Linked DNA regions of Zea mays: region 1 is linked to region 2. A link is a contact called in public Hi-C data. All regions are on one chromosome and are shown on one strand. The core of a region is the stretch at or near the end of the contact, and the rest is flanking DNA. Distances in the headings are between cores, read along the strand shown. Region 1 holds the start of LOC100279923. Region 2 holds the start of LOC103645821 (ethylene-responsive transcription factor ERF003).

Region 1 (2,753 bases), core at 122-2,621, 270 kb after region 2:
CAAGAAAAAGAGACATTTTAGTTTTTATATGTTGTATTTAATGTATTTAGAATCTGTTTAGTCTCTATAACTAAATAAAATAAGGATTAGAGTTTAATCTCGAACTAAACTTTAGTCCTAAGACTAATAGAACCAAACACGACATAAAAGGCATACAGCCCTCCGCAGCTGCCGCGTAGTACATGGAGCACTGCCTTAAATAAATATCGTGGAAGTTGCAGATGCCGGCCGCGTATCCCAGTCCAGAATCTAGAGTCGAGACAAAAGCCAATTTTCCCGACTGATTGAAAATCCCCGCTCGCTGTTGACTGCAGATGCAATCCCAGTATCCCACAAGCACAAAATCCTCAAATGGCCTGTCACGCCTTTCGCATTCCTTTCCCGCAACAGAAAATTTTCCTTATAATCACTGTATGTTATTTTTCGCGTTTAAGAAAAGCAAGCGAAAAAAGTTCCTTATAATTATGTACGTTATTTTTTTCGTTTAAGAAAAAGCAAGCGGACAAGGCACTTCCAGCCCGCGGGCTTGTCCGTCCGCAACAATTAAGGATGATAACAGAAAATTCTCCATCCGGAATAACTCTCTATACCATTTTCACGACCAAAGAATTTCACCTCGGGATTCATACTAACACTTAGGGTTTATTCGTTTACTCTCAATCCATATGAATTAGATAGGATTAGATATGCTTCAGTCTTAAATAAATCAAAATCTTTCATAATTTTTTTCAATCTCATCCAATCCACACGTGATAGGAATAATCGAACAAGCCCTGGGATATTTCTTTCCCATCTACGTTCTCCGCAGGAATAATTCCCGAAGGATATCTCGTTTTCATTTAAATTATAATTACGACATACATCTTTTATTATTAATGCAAAACATTTTTACTTATACTTATCGTAAGACATAATAAATCATTATGTGTCATTAAAATGAACACATTTATATAATAATTAATCTCTAGACAAGGAAATTATTTATTTTTATTATTAATTAGTTTAAAAAACATTGTCGTATGCTGGTTTAAAGGGTCTCTGGGTCTCCGCGGGGAACAGAGATGGGAAATGCTTCCCTGTCCCCATCATCTCGGAAAGAATTCCTCTCTATTTTATATCATAAACTTTCTCATCTTCGCTCTCTAGATTTCTGTTTGAGTACTCTAGTATTGATCTCAATCTATAATATTAAAGTGAATTGAGGTATAAATTAGTTTAATTTACGTCTTAATTCACCTCAAGATTGAGATACTAGGCCTTGGAGGGAATTTCCGTGGAGAATCAGGATCGGCCCCATTGCCGTCTCTAGCACCACTAGTAGCGAAGCCACTGGTTGTTGGTAGGTGCACGCACCCCACCCCCTCCTGCCGTCCTCGATCTCGTCTCCTCCTCCCTACCCAATCCCTCGCGGTGGGCGAGGGTGGAAGCGAGTGACGATGGCGGCGCTGGAGGCGGCGAGGGAGTGGGCGGGCTCCGTCATACCGCCGGAGCTCGCCGCCGCCGCGGGGGGAGACCCACTCGCCGCGCTGGCGGCCACCGCCGCGGCCCTCGTCGCGGGGCTGCTTATTATCGCTGTCTGGTTCCGATCCGGAGGCGGGACGCCGTCCAAGCCGGTCGCCACGCCGGTACGGCCACCGCCGGTCAAGGTGGACGCCGACGCCGACGTTGATGACGGCCGGAAGCGCGTCACCATCTTCTTCGGCACACAGACTGGCACCGCCGAGGGGTTCGCAAAGGTCGCTGCCCGATCCGATCCCACTCGCGTTTAGTCTAGTTTGTTCCGTTGCCTCTTTTTTTTTTTGACTCGATGCGTTTATGTACTCATCAGTCCATGGCGGAGGAGGCGAGGGCGCGGTACGAGAAGGCCGTGTTCAAAGTGGTGGATCTGGTAATTTTGCATGATCTACATCTATATGCGTACGTGTGTGTTCTAAGCTAGATTGGGCTGCCGGCTGTGCTGGAGCTTGAGAGATTTCTGGGACGTGTGCAGGATGACTATGCTCAGGAGGACGAGGAATACGAGGAGAAGCTGAAGAAGGAAACTGTGGTGCTGTTCTTCCTAGCAACGTGAGCCCCCCCCCCCCCCCCCCCCTCCTCTGTGTGCTGATTCGCCCATTGGCGGATTGCGCCCGTTGTCGCTTGCACCTTATTCCATGACCCACCTGCCTTTGGTTGGAGCTCAAATTAAGCTGTCTGGATCGGTGAATTGCGGCTTTTGTCGCTTGTGCCTTGATTCCACAGTTGATAATCCACCTGTCTTTTGTTGTCAAGATCAAGCGAACTTTGTGGACGCCTAGCTTCCGTCATTTGTCGCTTGTTGCTAAATTCCATTGATTACAATCCAACTTTTGTGGCTTGGTGAATTACTCTTTTCTGTGTGCCCTAGTAGCTAGTTCCATAATGCACCTGCCTTATTTTGTTAAGCTTAATTTCTGTGTAGATTGGCTAAGCACCTTTGTTGGTCACTTCTTAATTAGGAATCCAGCTGCCTTGTAAATTTCAAATGCCCAGTCCTTTTACTTGGTGTGCCTTAGAAAAAAACACTTTGTATGAGGTGAAAAAACACTTTGTAACTTTAATCATCCATTGATGACATGATAGTTTAATGTAGCCTTCCACTGATAACGCATAGTTTAATGATACATGTGTTGCGAAAGGGCCTCTAGCCGAGTTGGTTAGGTGGTATGAGTAGCACTCCTCAAGTCTTAGGTTCAACTCCCCGTGGAAGCGAATTTTAGGTTGTGGTTAAAAAA
Region 2 (2,914 bases), core at 341-2,840:
AGGCCTTCTTGGCCCGTTGGACCGTTGATGCAGAATGCAAGCAATAGCGTATACGAGAGAGAGAGACAATCTCAAATCACACTCCTAATAGCGGACAAACCACACTCCTAATCCGGCTTTGATGGCGGTTTCACGGCAATATAAAGAGACAATCTCAAAGACCCATCTGAGCTAGCGTGTGTGTGAAAACAGCGTGCAACTTTGGATGTAATCTGAAAACGCCCCCACGGCTGCTACACTCGATAAGAAAAGGGAAACAATGATTGTTAGGTTCTTTTGCTTATCTCTTCTAGTAACCTCGTACTGCCTGAGTGTGTGCTTACCTCAGCTACGTGTACTCGACTAGTAACCAGCCGTCGTAGGTGAGACGATGCATCCTGTGCATGGCAATGATAGATTAACTTATTCTGTTTCACGAATGATTTTTTTTTCCAACAAAAATGTGCGGAGATGCATGGTAAAGTACTGTATCTGTCAAAGTGTAAACATCTCATCGGGCATCCTAGTCAGTTCGTTCAAACTTAAGTAAAAGACAGGCCATGCAAAGGTCAGGGCAGAATGAACACCGTCGGCAAGCGACCTTTGAAAGATCTGACGAGAAATGAAATGACAGCACCGGCAGCCAGTCTCACGTTCAGTCCATCGAATCCCAGTAGAACGAACGAGGTGTGAGGCACGGGCATCAGCCATCAGCTAGCCTGACGCATGACTGCGTCCATGTCCACACCTGGACAAATGTACGTTCGCAAATGGGTGCGTCTGACCGTGCCTGCAACTGCTAGCTAGCACGCACGAGCTGAGGGTACATCTCGATCTCCCAGTCCCATGTGTACGGTGCTTTGCTCGCCAGAGCGTACGGCACGCTAGCTACACCTCCTCCCACTCCGGGGACGTCCGGCCGTACGTGCACATTGATCGATCGGGCATATATGTCCGGCCGGGCGGACGGACGGCGATCCGGCCGCGCCTTTGTCCGCGACCGCGCGCGTTTGTGCGGCGAGCAAAGTCCGTTCACTGCACCTGCTGCGCCGTTCCGCGCGACGACGACGACGACGGCGCCGTGGTGGCGACCGGCGGAGCGGCCGCCCCGACACAGCCCGGCCATGCGGCGCGGGCATGGAGACCGCGGCGTGGCCCACGTCGCCATTCGCCAACACGTTCCCGTGCCGTGCGTCGCCGGCGGTCTCTACTCCAGCGCAGCAGGCGGCGGCCACTCAGTCCCAGTCCCAGTCCCACCAGGGAGATTAGAGTGGACGGCTGGAGGACGCAAGGACGGCTGCGCCCCGCGCGGCGCCCGGGGCCGGTTCGTCGCCGTGTCGACATGCGTGGCAGCACCGTCGTCCGATCGCGGATCGTGGCACGACACCTATGGTGACGTGCATGCATGCTGCTTATCGATCGACTTATCGTCGCGCGTCGGGTTTTGTGTCGCCTCTTGCTTGCTCAGTGAGAGTGGGCCGTAGTGGTGGCAGATGGGTGCAGGATTTTTTTTTTGAACTGGGTCAATGAAATTTCGATCATTGGAAACATATAATAGAGTTCATAAATGCAAATGATAGTACAGCTAGTTTTTTTATTAAAAAAAGGAATACACAATTTTGAATTCAAAACAGCGTAACAATATCATGAATTCATGATATCGTATATACCTAATACCTAAAAGAGATTTAAAGAAAGGGACAAAGGGCTAGAAGCACGCTGATCCTAAGTGTTGTCTATCGAACGGCACACGAAAGATTTATAAATGTTTAGGACGCAATGACCGTCTAGCTAGCTCTTCTCTTCCGTCTTCCCTTTTGCTCATGGTAAAAGTTGTAGACTAACTGGCCCTAGATCACCACTAGCTATTTCATGAATAATCAAGAGCGAACAATAATCGATCCGAGCCGAATCTGAATTCAACTATGATCCGCAGTTATCCGACCCCACCTCTGCGTCTCGCCGAAGCCGGCCTGTACTTGTGGTTCTGCCGTCGTCCCTGGGCCACTCGCCGTTCAGGTGTTCCGGCGACTTGGCAAGTGTACGTCACAGTGACCGGCGCAAAGGCAAAGCTCGCTCTGACCTTGCTCCATGTATCTGCAGGGACGAGCTAGCGTGTGCAGTCGTCGTACGTCGCCACCCTGTGTTAATTTGTACATTTGCCGTGGATGATCAATGCCAAATGGGTGGTACTACTAATAAGCTAGTAAAGCGTATCTCGCGAGCTGTGAGCATCCATGCATCTCCAACAGGGCCTGCGTATGATACGTACTACATCTACTAGCTGTGTTGATCATGGTCTCTCATCTATCTATATGATATGGCTAAGCTGCAGTAGAAGCAGTAGCTAGCATCTATATATCGATGTATCTCTTGCATTGCATAGAGTGTATACTCGCAGGCCACCCTTGGGCTTGGGCGCAGTATATAAGCTAGCAGCCGGCACCTGAAGCATCTCAAGTCCACGCACCACCGAACAGACAGAGACCGCGGAGCAGAGTGGCCGCCCATCGCCATGCCGAAGCTGCAGAGGTTCAGAGGAGTGAGGCAGAGGCACTGGGGCTCCTGGGTCTCCGAGATCCGACACCCACTCCTGTAAAGTTCTCTGGTCACTCATGCCATGTCAATAATGCATGTTCAGAGACGCGTGCGTCTGATGAGCTGTGAGCGCCTGTGCAGGAAGACGAGGATCTGGCTGGGCACGTACGAGACGGCGGAGGACGCGGCGCGGGCGTACGACGAGGCGGCGCGCCTGATCAGCGGCCCCGCGGCGCGCACCAACTTCCCCCTTACCGGCGGCGGCGGCGGGGGCACGCTCTCCCCGACGCTGCGCGCGAAGCTGGAGAAATGCTGCTGCACGGCGCTGGCGCAGGAGGCGCAGCACGGCGCGGACGTGCCGCGGACGGGTGCGGGTCGGGGCGACGACGGCAGTAGC

What was found. A called contact is a pair of places that touch in the nucleus more often than the background predicts.
Region 1: a contact with region 2 is called in a Hi-C map of tassel, with 1.7 times the contacts expected there. The contact joins the promoter of LOC100279923 here to the promoter of LOC103645821 in region 2. A contact is called at or near these places in 2 of 25 Hi-C or Micro-C datasets (leaf and tassel).

What each region holds. Positions count from the first base shown.
Region 1 is chr2:4,854,786-4,857,538 of Zm-B73-REFERENCE-NAM-5.0, forward strand. LOC100279923 reads left to right here and starts at 1,372. Exons shown (of 18, transcript NM_001152873.2): 1 at 1,372-1,736; 2 at 1,829-1,888; 3 at 1,991-2,067. The coding sequence starts at 1,437.
Region 2 is chr2:4,584,679-4,587,592 of Zm-B73-REFERENCE-NAM-5.0, forward strand. It overlaps LOC103645821 (ethylene-responsive transcription factor ERF003), which reads left to right and starts at 1,591. Exons shown (of 2, transcript XM_020548020.2): 1 at 1,591-2,574; 2 at 2,659-2,914. The coding sequence starts at 2,495.